Linked DNA regions of Mus musculus: regions 2 and 3 are each linked to region 1. Evidence: chromatin contacts called from public HiChIP or PLAC-seq data. All regions are on one chromosome and are shown on one strand. The core of a region is the stretch at or near the end of the contact, and the rest is flanking DNA. Distances in the headings are between cores, read along the strand shown. Region 1 overlaps Snx14 (sorting nexin 14). Region 2 has its middle 15 kb from the start of Gm28231. Region 3 has its middle 33 kb from the start of Gm51281.

Region 1 (4,198 bases), core at 950-3,449:
CAAAAAATGGGTGAAAAACAAGGAAAAGAAAAGAGATGCTTTATGGCTAGTAAATTAACTGTTATGGCAAAAGTGAATACAAGCTTTTATTTAATGTTTTGAGAGAAATATGTGGGATTTTTTTTTTATAGCTTTGGTCATGAATGAGAAAGTTTGAAAGCAGATTTTAACTTTCCTAATGTGGCATTTTGCTGTATTCTTTTAACGTTAGTGATTACTGTCAATAAATGCAATAAACTACTTGTCTCTTTATTATTTCAACTTATACTTTAGCTTTTCAACGATCTGTTTAAGAATAATGCAAACCGCGCTGAGAACACAGAGCGAAAGCAAAATCAGAACTACTTCATGGAGGTGATGACTGTGGACGGAGTCTATGATTACCTGATGTATGTAGGTAAGGCTTAATGGTCCACGTTGTTCTTTGTTAGTCTGCCTCATGATTCAGATACAGCCTGCCTCAACTTTGTGAAAGAAATTCTTTTCACCGATTTACTACATTGGCCTTGAACATGACCACTGTTACTTTTATTCATTGATCATTCTGAGTGACAACAGATTTCAGTTGATTCTTAATTGGTCTTCCTCAGGGCGAGTAGTTTTTCAAGTCCCAGACTGGCTTCATCATCTTCTAATGGGAACTCGAATCCTCTTTAAGAACACCCTGGAAATGTACACAGACTACTACCTCCAGTGCAAGCTGGAGCAGCTGTTTCAGGAGCACCGGCTGGTCTCCCTCATCACCCTTCTCAGAGGTTCGTATGACCATGTCTGTATCATGGTCTACCTTTGTGTTTTTTTTTTTCCAGGTATTTTTAAACCAGCATTTTTATTACTAGAATATACTTGCGTATAAATTGGAGAATAATTGTATACATTTCCTGTACTCATTTTTAGATGCTATATTTTGTGAAAATACTGAACCTCGCTCTCTCCAAGATAAGCAAAAAGGAGCAAAACAGACTTTTGAAGAAATGATGAATTACATTCCAGGTATGATATTTAAATAACTCAATTGTATATAGATTGGCACCACTTTGAAGTTGCAGTATAATTATTGAAACTAATTGTTATTGTTAGTTTTTATTTTAGAAATAATATAACTCATTAGAAAACGTAATTTGGCCAGGCAGTGGTGGCACATGCCTTTAATCCTAGCACTTGGGAGGCAGAGGCAGGTGGATATCTGAGTTCAAGGCCAGCCTGGTCTACAGAGTGAGTTCCAGGACAGCCAGGACTATAGAGAGAAACCCTGTCTCGAAAAAAAAAAAAAAAAAAGAAAATTAAAGAAAAGAAAAGAGAAGAAAAGAAAAGGTAACTTGTCCGTTTGTTGATACTACTAATACTGTCTGTTTGAGATAGATTCTTGAGCTGTAGCACAGACTAGCCTTGATCTTGCAACAGTTCTTTTGCTTCAGTCTTTGTAGTGCTGGTGTTACCTGTAGGAGACTTTAGGCTCACCCCTAAAATTTAGGACACGGGTTTTTCTACTCACACACTAATCAGGGCTTTATGATTTGTCTGCTGTGTGACCCTAGCTGGCTTGGAGCTTACTGTGTAGACCAGGTTGGTCTCAAATTTGCATTTATCCTCCTGCTTCTGCTTCCCAAATGGTGAGATTAGAGCTGTCCAGCATATCTGGTCATAGACATCTTTTCTGTATGGTTTTATGTGTCTATATAAAGAGGGAGTTTAAATCCTGTTGTTTGGGGTGCTGAGGGACAGCTCGGTTGTTGAGCACATGCTGTTGTTGCAGAGACCATCACATTAGTTAGTGGCTTAGAGTTGCCTGTAACTCCCACCTCTCTGGCCTCTGTGGGCACTTACACTCAGGTGCACATCTCTCTTCACAAACACAACACATCATTCAAAATACATAGTTTAAAAATTGGTTTTGTTTTACCCTGATGTATAATAAAATATGTTTTCTAAGTCTCTTTTATCACTTAGTGGTAGTTGGTTTATATACTATAGTATATCCTGTGCATTGTGAACTTCTGAAAGGGGGATTAATAATAACTACTACTTTTTTTTTTTTTTTTTTTGACCCGACCATGAGACTTGTTTCTAGGAGGTTCTTGTAGAAACTGGTTTGAGAAATACTGACTTGGAGCTTTTATGTGGTGTCTGTGAACAGAGGAGGCATGTGGCTTTTAAGAGGCGGTTGGTGGTGAGTCACTGTGAGCTGTTTCATATGTGGCTTTCCTGTTTAGATCTGATAGTCAAGTGTATCGGTGAAGAAACCAAGTACGAAAGCATCAGACTCCTGTTTGATGGCCTGCAGCAGCCAGTGCTCAACAAGCAGGTAAGGGAGGTGGTGGGCGTTGGTGTGGCTGCTGAGCAGCGGGATGTCTGGTTTATTACCTGTGTGAGTCACTACACGACATCTAGCCCATCATTAAAATAATCTAAACGTTCAGATGGGAAAATCTGTATGTACTGTTTCTGCTGGTTCTCTTACTTCTTTGTGATATGCATGGTTGCTTAAAGTTAATATATCTTCTACCAGAAAATTTTAGATGTTTAGAAAATTTCTGACATAGTATAAACATTTTGCTAATTTAAGTCAAAGAATACCAGTTAACATTTTTATATATATAGTCGCTATATATTTTGTTGAAATGTTAATATAATATCAGTTTCATACTTGTTTATTTAAAATTTGTTCAAAACAATTTACATAGAATGGGTGAAGCATAGTAATGCCAGTTATTTTATTCACAAAGGTCTCTACTATGCATGTAAGGATGGAGCATTGTCGGTGGTGTTAGAGACACCTTTTTGCGTGTTTTGCATTGCCGTTACGTTTCCCGCTGACTTGCGTAGAGATTTACCGTGGTCCTGGCTCCCGTGCCTGTAACTTTTCTGTCTAGTTCCTTACATTTTGTTACATGTCTTTGTGCTGCAGCTGACCTATGTGTTGCTGGACATTGTGATACAGGAGCTGTTTCCAGAGCTAAATAAGGTAACTGGGAAGCAGGAATTTCTTCATTCTCCTTTGGAAAGTATATGGACATTTAACCAGAGATGAAAATGGTAGTAAGCCATTGTGACTGCAACCATTTGAAAGCTGAACAGCTTGACACAAGTGGCCTTTTGTAGTGTCCTCATCTAACACGACTGTCCAGACGTAGACTAGATTTGAGGTAACAGACCCTGGCCAGTCTCTGCCTTCAAGTTCTTAGTTCCTCCTTACCATACAAGCAGATAAGGGCCCTTTACTGTGCTTTCAGCTGAATATGTGACTAATCTTATCATCAGAATGGGCCTAGCTGTTCAGATTATCATCTGCAACATTTTCTGCTATATAAATCAGAGACGAATGTTTTTTCAACATGGATCTGTGAGTCCAAGAACACAAAATGATTTGGAGTTAGAGCATGGTGTTCTTACTATATTTAATATTGAGGATGTTGAACTTTTCTTCTTTCTAAATACAATTTAAAATTTTGTTCTTCGAACATTTCATGCACGTATACCGTGTACTTATCCATCTACCCTTTAATGGCCTAACTCCCTCTGGACCCCCTCTCTCTAATCTCCCTCCCAATTTCCTTTGCTCTAAAATAACCCACTGAGCCCAGTTAGTGTGGCCTTTATGTGCATAGGTGTGGGGGCGTCCACTGAAGCATGAGCAGCCTACCAGTGGCTACCCTCTTAAAAGGACCGTGCTCTCTCCTCTCAGATAGACAGCCATCAACTGAGCCCACCCCCATGTATCCTAGAAGTTCTGCTGTGTGTGTGGTTTTTAACTTTTTTTTTAATTGATGATTGTGTATTTGTGCACCCATCTGCATACATATATAAACACACCACGATGCAAGTGTGAAGCTCACAGGAAAACCTGCTGGATTGGTTCTCTCCTTCTACTATGTGGGGTCAGGGGCCGAACTCAGGCTGTTGTTATTTATTATTTATTTATTACTTTTGAGATGTTGGGGATTGAGACCAGAGGGGTTTTTTTTCAAATTTTTATTAGGTATTTTCTTCATTTACATTTCAAACGCTATCCCGAAAATCCCCTATACCCTCCCCCTGCCCTGCTCCCCTACCCACCCACTCCCACTTCTTGGTCCTGGCATTCCCCTGTACTGGGGCATATAAAGTTTGAAAGACCAAGGGGCTTCTCTTTCCAATGATGGCTGACTAGAGGCCAGAGTCTTAAGTATGGCTGTTTTTATCCTGTCCAGTGCCCACA
Region 2 (4,198 bases), core at 1,081-3,580, 110 kb after region 1:
ACCTCCGCTGGATGATTCAGCTGCCTCTAAGCATGGTCCTGTAAGGAACCCATGTTCCTGTAAGTAGCTCCAGGAAACTCACTCACTGTGGAGCTAGAAATAGACTGAAACTACAGGGAGCAGGGAGAGGTCAGCACCGCACAGTCTTCTGGAGACGAGACACCATTGCAAGAGAATCTGTCGCAGGGGAGCCCTTCTGCTCTTGCCCCAACTGTCCTCTCTTAGACACATGACAGCAGTGCTGTGAGAGAACTTTTACATTTTTCCACATGAGGGCTGAGTAGCTGTTGCTTTCTTTATGAGAAATCTGTGATCATCATCATCTTCTCCTCCTCCTCCTCTTGCTCCTCTTCTTCCCTTCCCTTCCCTTCCTCCTCCTCTTTCTCCTCCTCCTGTTACTATTGTGCCATTTTTTTGGATAGAATTTTCTTCCAGTAGTGGCACAATTCTACATATTCAATGTCTGCACAGACATCAGCTAAAACTGATTATAACCCCTCCAACACACACACACACTCTCTCTCTTGCTCTCTCTCTTGCTCCCTCTCGCTCTCTCTCTTGTTCTCTCTCTCTTGTTCTCTCTCTCTTGTTCTCTCTCTCTTGTTCTCTCTGTCTCTTGTTCTCTCTCTCTCCCTCTCTCTCTCTCTCTCTCTCTCTCTCTCTCTCTCTCTCTCTCACACACACACACACACACACACAGGCACAACCTCTGGATTCATACAATGTCAATTGAGTGGAGGCAAGCAAGCCTCCTCCCATAACACTTTACCAACTCTGTTGTGTTTGAATGCTTCTGACTACAATCAAAACACAGCATCAGTTGAGCAGAGGCAGCAGCTAGACAGCTGCTCATTTGAGTGTGGTCAAGGACACTGACATCACTGTTTAATCATCTGTTTGCTCATCCTAGAAGAAAGGGAGATTGGTCACCACTGTACTTTGATTGTGTTCAACTCAATCACCATGTTCCAAAAATAACAGGTTGTTATCGTCAAATACTCAGTTATTTTCAGTTCCCCTCCACTTCAACATGCCACAGCTATAACTGAAGAGCACAAGAGCAAAGAGACCATGGCTAACGTGTTTGCTGGAACCACTCATTGTTCCGGCTGATCTACTCCTAGCATTTTCTTCCTATTTCTGGTGTTCATAAGGTTGTTGTTGTTTTTAAAGATTATTTTAGTTTATGTGTAAGGGTACTATCTTAGTTAGTCTTCTGTTGCTGTGATAAAACACCATGACTGAGGCAATTTAAAATGGGAAGTGTTTATTTGGTGCTTATAGTTTCAGAGGGTTTGAGTCCATGATCATCATCGCTGGGAGCATGGTAGGAGGCAGATAGGCATAGTGCTGGAGAAGTAGCTGGATGCTCATCTTGAGTCAGAACCATGAGGCACAGAGATATAACTGAATGGTGTGGGCTTTTAAAGACATTCAAGTCCATCTCCACTGACATACCTCCTTCAATAAAGCCACATTTCCAAATCCTTCCCAAACAGCTACACCAACTGGGATCAACTAATCAAATATATGAGCCAATGTGGGGGGGTATCATCATTAAAACCACCACTGATGTTTTGCCTACTTGTGTGTCTGTGTATCTCATGCATGCCTGGTGCCCATGGACGCCAAAAGAAAGCATTGGATACCCTCGAACTGGAGTTACAGACAGTTATGCGCTGATTACTAGGGATAGAGCCTCAGTTCTCTGGAAGAGTAGCCAGTGGACTTAGCCTTTGAAGCATTTCTTCAGCCCCCTAAAGATTAATTTTTTATTAATTATGTATATGTATGTGTAGGTGAGCACTAGTGTCCTCAGAGGCCAGAGGCATCAGATCCTCTGGGAGCTGGAGTTATTTGCAGGCAATTGTGATCTACCCAACATGGTTGCTGGGAACTGGTCCTCTGGAAGAGCAGTATGTGCTCTTAACCTCTGTGCAATCTGTCTAGTCTCAAAGTATAAAGTATACAGATTTTATATGTACAAAGGTCTTTAGGTATACATTTTATGTTCTTAAGAATGTGCACATATTTGTATTTAAACTTTGAGGCTTTCATGACCATCATTGGAGCAAGTTATTACATAGAGGATATAAACTTGCCAAGCCTCACTTTATGTAGCTGTGTCAGTGTAAAATGTTCTTATGCCCTCTGTGCTGTCCTTCCCTCTGTCTAGAGCTTGAAGACGCTCAAAGGAAGCTCTCACAGAAGAGAAGAGGCAGCTAAGGGGCCTGAGAGTGGGTGGATTCAAGGAGAGCATGACAGCTAGTACCCAGTAGCTGGGTGCTGTCACCAAAGGCAGAACTATGTGGATCTTAGGAGCTCTGGACATGTCCATGTGGACTAGCATATACCCTGGACTTTGCACAAGTGTGTAAAACATTAACTTAGTAAGACAAACCTTTCCTTAGAAAGGAAGTTTCCAGATTTCAAACCACTTGGCTTTTGATTCCACCTTTTCTCTCGATTTGAGTCAAAGCCGTGTTTATACTTTTCCCCTTAACACTGATGAGGGCTTCCCACTTTTCTCTGTAAGCTTTGTGTCTCACTAAACCCACTGTGTTTACTTTTAATTTATAGCAGCACGCTTGTATCAGACTCCCGGGAAATGGTCTGGTCTGCAGTTTTTGGAACTGTGACCTAGAAGGATGTATTGTTTTAGCTTAGAGAAACAAATGAATGTTTCTACCTGGCCTTGCTGAGGGCTTTCTGTGCTGGATTGAGGCTGACACCTGGGAGTCTCTCAGCTTGACTGGAAAGCCCCAGTGAGCCTTCCTTACGTTGTCTTCTGAGATCCCTTTCTGGAATTCTTTGCCAAACTTTTATTTATTTATTTATTTATTTATTTATTTATTTATTTATTTATTTAGACCTGTTGCAAACCAAGGGCTGAGGGGAGTGACTGGTTAATGTGACCTGCTTCAGACCACACTGTGACTCCACTTGGCTCCCCACAGGATTCATGCCAGCTTGGAAGATAAACAAAAACCCTGCCCATGCCTGAGAGTGTTACTTATGTGCACAGTGCAGACAGGCCTCATCCAGATTTCCTGAACCTTTGCCAGCCAGATTGACTCAGCTCTCCCAGTGATGCCCAGTTTCCTACCCATGTGGCATATGTGAGCATAAAAACACTACCTTGTTCTCTCAGAACAAGGTTAGCCCTAGACTAGTGTTCTGAACCTCCAGTCTTCCTGCTACACAATCAAAGTGCTCCCTGGATAAACTTTGATATGTAAGTTTTAAAAAATATTTTAAATGGCTCTGTGGTTAGGGGTGGGATTTCAGTTCCCAGGACTCCATGAAAGGAATCTCCCAGCTGCCTATAACTCCAGCTCCAATTCCCTTTTCTTGTCTCCTCACATACAAAAACACACACACACCACCACCACCACTACCACTACCACCACCACCATCACCACCACACGCACGCACATGCACACATACCTACACACATACCTACAAATAAATGAAAAATAAAATAAATACATTTTAAAAAGAGAAGTGTGATATCACGTATGCTACCCCCCTAAAGCTGGGTTCCCAGCTTGGAGCTTTACTGCCTTGCTTCAGAATGGTTCCTCAACATCAATTTGTTGAAGCAAAAAATCAAGAAGCAAGCTGTCAACCCACTAAGCAAGGGCTCTGCTCTAAGCTGGCTTACCCGTTTCCTGAACAGACTCAGCATTGCCCAGGCTGAGCCAGTGACTGGGCACACCTCCTGCAAGGCTTTGAGTAACTGTGTGGTTTAGAATTGCATCAATCCTGCGGACAAGCGTTGTTTCTTCAGACTTTCCAGAGACCGATCTAGACAGACAGCTGTCATTTCCTGAGGATGTGATTCATTCATACCCAGCTAAGGGTTGTGTTGCCCAGAGAACAGAGACTCTGAGAGACCAAAGTCACATCTCTGTGCCTTGTTCCAAGGCTGGCCATTGGAGTCTAATGATGCACCAAGAAAACTTGCTGTAGGGATAGAAATCCAGTCCCCAGCTGTCTCCCTTCTTGTTGAAGTCAATTTACTCTTTTTATTTTATCTATCTGTCCATCTGTCCATCCGTCCTTCCATCCATCCATCCATCCATCCATCCATCCATCCATCCATCCATCCACCCACCCACCCACCCACCCATCCATCCATCCATCCATCCATCCATCCATCCATCCATCCATTCATCCATCCACCCATTCATCCATA
Region 3 (4,198 bases), core at 704-3,203, 87 kb after region 1:
TAGAGTTACTCAAGGAGATCTCAGTAGACCAATAAGGCTCCTGTACAGGTTTCTGGTGAGTTATCTAATAAATATACTTCAGTTTTTCTTCCATAGACATGGAACAAAATAATATTGTCTTGTGCCTTTTCTTAGCAATTAAGCTATATGATTTATCTTTATGAGTGTCAAAAATATGTGTCTTAGTCAGGGTTTCTATTCCTGGACAAAACATCATGACCAAGAAGCAACTTAGGGAGAAAAGGGTTTATTCAGCTTACACTTCCACATTGCTGTTCATCACCAAAGGAGATCAGGACTGGAGCTCAAGCAGGTCAGGATACAGGAGCTGATGCAGAGGCCATGGAGGGATGTTTCTTACTGGCTTGCTTCCCCTGGCTTGCTCAGCTTGCTCTCTTATAGAACCCAAGACTACCAGCCCAGGGATGGCACCATCCACAATAGGCCCTCCCCACCTTGATCACCAACTGAAAAAATGCCCCACAGCTGGATCTCATGGAGGCATTTCCTTTCACTGAAGCACTTTTCTCTGTGATAACTCTAGCCTGTATCAAGTTGACACACAAAACCAGCCAGTACAATAGGTTTTGATAGGAGAATTAACTCTGGACAAAGGAAACATCAGTGTCTGCTGTTTGAGTAAGTCTTCTGGGTTATATACCTTTGTTACATAAAACAAAACAAAACTCTAAGAAAATTGAAAACCACAACAAAATAGCAAACCAGGAGAATAATTTACACCTATATACTGACTTCCTAAATGTATCTTCTCTTAGCATTGCTTGATCCACTCACTGTGTCCCCCCACAACTCATATAGACACATATATTACTCTTTCCTATGTCAATTGAAAGTAATGTGATGGCATTGTTGCCAATTTTCTGAGTTGGAGTTGAGTTTCTTGCTTCATGATTGCAAAGAATGCTGAGCAAGGAAAACAGAAAAAGGGTACAGGACCAAGGCACTGTTGGAAAGAAAAATGTTGGCTTCTAGCAGCAGGGAAGAGTTCAGAAAGTGAATTGCCAGGTAAGTTTTGCAACAGGGATTTTGATATCCTGGGAATGGACAAATTTGATCTCACTCATATGGAAATTAGGCATCCAACAGAAATTCACCTGGCTGGTTAATTTGATTGTGTGTGGTGTATTCTGATTGGCTGATGAGTCAAGTGAAGGGGAGGGCCTGCCAAAAAGTCTTTCAGGCTGGGCAAGATCAGGAAAAACCAACCAACCAACCAACCAACCAACCAACCAACCAAACAGGGCTGATGATTAGTTTACATCTTGATGAGTCAGAAAAATTTGGATTTTAATACATTAGATGGCAAGATCAACAACTTTGGAAAATCTCTGGTGTTCTGGAAGCTGGCTGCTGGTTCCACCAGGCATATAGATGGTTTGTTTCCCTTTGGCCTGTAACCCTGACTGTCTATTTGTTCCTAACGCTTATCAGCCTCATGATACTGCACCCTATGTGATACCAAGTAATGTATTTCTTCTATACAAAGACACTTTCATCTTCTTACTTAGCATTCACAGTGCCATTTCTACCTGCAAGGAACATTGCTGCTGAGACTCAAGGACCAACTTCCCTAAACAGAAAGGGATGCCAATAAAGTCAAGCTGTTGCTCTTGGTGGTTGTAGTCTTTAGCTCCTCTTCTTCTGTTTCTGCTCATAGGATCCTTGAAATGTCCAAGTAGATTTCTTAAAAAGCCTTTCATGGATTCCTACCAGTAGGTCCTTGTTGGGTTGTATTTCTGAGCCAGCACATCTGTCTCTGATCTTATGAGTCATGGAGTTGGCCTTGATACTAGGTGTTTGGAATAAGGGCTTGAAGAATCTGAGCAGAGGTTTGTACACATTTGACGATAAACCTGACTACATGCCTTGGAAGGACACTCATCCAGTCCGTACTAACCACCACCTTACCCCATGCTTACTCTTCACTGCCTCTGAGGTAATTTCTGAAATGCTTCCTGTTTTCCTCTGTGTTGGTGCTATGAGGTCACTGTTAAGCCATCAGAAGTTAAAGAGAAGATTGATAGCAGATTTAGTTTTTTTCTTTCTCTTTTGGGTATTTAAGAGGATACCCACACATTCTCCAACTGCCCTTTGTAAAACAGACACTGTTGCCTATAAACTAAGTTGGGATTTTGAGTTGTGTTATGTTGGATGGGTGGGGTAGCTGAAAAATAAAATGTGAGTTATCACCAATACAAGTTATCCCAGAAGCCAGTATTTAGACAATTCCTTCCCTCTCCTTTCTCTTAGTTTCCCCTCCCTCTCCCTTTCTCTTCCCTCATTTGACAGTGTACAGTCTAGGGTGGCCCAGAACTGAACTCATGGTTCTTCTGCTCAGTCTCCCAAGTGCTGAGATCACAGCAGCACCATCACACTTGGCTAGGTCTCTATTCTCATTCCTCCAGTAATCTATAATCATCAGGAGTGGGGTATGAGATGGTGAAGGCCCAGAGAGAGAAGTGGCTTTCACGACACCCATCTTGCGGGCAGGCACACCCTGGATGAAGGCTTATATCACACATCTAACCCTGAATTTTGTCTCCTGTTGTTGACTATGAGAAAATTCTTACACTGTATCTTTTGGATGCTCAAAGAAGCAGTTCTGCTATACCCAGATGCTGAGAAAGAAGAGAACATTGACCCTCTGTGCAGACACAAGAGACATTGTTACTCACAGAGCGGTGTGTTCTGTGGTCTGTCCTGGTCTATCCTGAGGCCTGGCTAATATGCGCTTTTTTTGTTTCTATAACAGGACAGAACTTATTAATTATTGAAAATTCTTTCCCTTTATTCTGATAAAGTCACACTTTTGTGACCTTCAGAGTTTTCATTAAGAAACAGTGTAGTGGGCAGCAACTCTGTGGGGTCACTGTGACTGCCATGGCCAGCAGAGCAATGACCTACAGGAGGCTGCTCAGGCTAATGCAACTGAGTAGCCAGTGTTGGTTCAAACTTCAGGAGTCTGACCCCCGAGGAGTTTATTTTAGGCATCTGTAAGCACAGTACAGTTTGGTGAAAGCTTTCCTGGTGATAATGATCTCAATCCTGTGTGTACAATAAAGCTGAAGATGAGACTACATTAACACTCACTGTGAAGAACATATGACACCTTTCATAAGGATAGGTTTTATAGATTGACAGGCACATGATAAAGATCTTGGAGAGGATGTGGTGTGGTCCCTACCATACAGATCACCAAGCTATTAACCATGCCTGCTCCCAGCCTTCTGGGTAAATAACAGGTTATGGATTCTCCGCTTTGAAGAGACAACCTGTGTGTTTAACATTCCTGTCTCCTAGTGCTCATCTGTGAGCATAAGGACCTTTGTGCCTCCCACACAACGCTTTCTTGGGTTACAGTGGACTCTTTGTTCCTTAAGCTGTACCCCGAGTCACATTTGGAGATGGGCTGTGTTTTGCAGGCATTTTTCCTTTTCTGGTAGTGTGGCAGAAGTCTCTTTTCATCCTCCAAATGCATACAAATATCCTAGCAACCACTAGCTGTCTAACTTTACCTTTCTATTATATGGTACGTTTTCAGAAGTCCCAATTATATATCAAATCCATGACTTACATTGTACTTTGAGCTTAAAAATAGAATTTAAGGTAACTTTTCTCAGCCTAGTTGCAAACGTTGATGTGGGTCTTAGGTTTCGTTTGTAATCCTAATATTTTTTTTCAAATTTCATCTCTTCTTTATTTTGTTATCTTCTTTCTTTCTTTCTTTCTTTCTTTCTTTCTTTCTTTCTTTCTTTCTTTCTCTCTCTCTCTCTCTCTCTCTCTTTCTTTCTTTCCTTCTTTCTTAATGTTATTATTAATCATGAAAGGAGGAGAAAAAGAGAAGAGGGAAGAAGGAGAAACTGGAAAGAAGGACATGATTTTCCATTAGCTTCCTGCATTTACAATTCAGTTTTTGACCAGTCTTCTAGATTGTGAGACACCCAAGTTCTTTAAAAACAAAATATATGGTGGACTGTAGAGATAGCTTAGTGGTAAAGAGCACTTGTTGCGCCAGACAGTGTTGGCACATGCTGTTAATCCCAGCATTTGGGAGGCAGAGGCAGGCAGATTTCTGAGTTGGAGGCCAGCCTGGTCTACAGAGTGAGTTCTAGGACAGCCAGGGCTACACAGAGAAACCCTGTCTCAAAAAAAAAAGAAAAGCACTTGTTGCTCTTGC

The links. HiChIP or PLAC-seq counts read pairs in DNA pulled down with a chosen protein or histone mark.
Region 2: a contact with region 1 is called in a BATF HiChIP or PLAC-seq map of CD8 T cells, with 16 read pairs. The contact joins two enhancer-like sites. A contact is called at or near these places in 1 of 15 datasets of contacts at CTCF or cohesin (CD8 T cells), 6 of 484 Hi-C or Micro-C datasets (the HPC-5 cell line, bone marrow-derived macrophages, female germline stem cells and 3 more), 4 of 115 datasets of contacts at active chromatin or transcription factors (CD8 T cells, the HPC-7 cell line and embryonic stem cells) and 3 of 9 other capture datasets (adipose tissue, liver and pancreatic islet).
Region 3: a contact with region 1 is called in a BATF HiChIP or PLAC-seq map of CD8 T cells, with 7 read pairs. The contact joins two enhancer-like sites. A contact is called at or near these places in 1 of 15 datasets of contacts at CTCF or cohesin (CD8 T cells), 1 of 484 Hi-C or Micro-C datasets (female germline stem cells), 3 of 115 datasets of contacts at active chromatin or transcription factors (CD8 T cells, the HPC-7 cell line and embryonic stem cells) and 3 of 9 other capture datasets (adipose tissue, liver and pancreatic islet).

What each region holds. Positions count from the first base shown.
Region 1 is chr9:88,378,277-88,382,474 of GRCm38.p6, reverse strand. It overlaps Snx14 (sorting nexin 14), which reads left to right. Exons shown (of 29, transcript NM_001359958.2): 24 at 274-397; 25 at 591-755; 26 at 898-993; 27 at 2,214-2,305; 28 at 2,909-2,965. Among named protein-coding and RNA genes, the nearest start is that of Nt5e, 53 kb to the right of the region's middle. Within about 2 kb of position 2,199, at least 95 of the 459 cell types and tissues checked have an H3K27ac peak or open chromatin away from gene starts, as enhancers often do. A contact at or near this core is called in CD8 T cells, bone marrow-derived macrophages and female germline stem cells, where this site is marked.
Region 2 is chr9:88,273,048-88,277,245 of GRCm38.p6, reverse strand. No RefSeq gene overlaps it. Among named protein-coding and RNA genes, the nearest start is that of Gm28231, 15 kb to the right of the region's middle. Within about 2 kb of position 2,330, at least 131 of the 459 cell types and tissues checked have an H3K27ac peak or open chromatin away from gene starts, as enhancers often do. A contact at or near this core is called in CD8 T cells, bone marrow-derived macrophages and female germline stem cells, where this site is marked.
Region 3 is chr9:88,290,771-88,294,968 of GRCm38.p6, reverse strand. No RefSeq gene overlaps it. Among named protein-coding and RNA genes, the nearest start is that of Gm51281, 33 kb to the left of the region's middle. Within about 2 kb of position 1,953, at least 18 of the 459 cell types and tissues checked have an H3K27ac peak or open chromatin away from gene starts, as enhancers often do. A contact at or near this core is called in CD8 T cells, where this site is marked.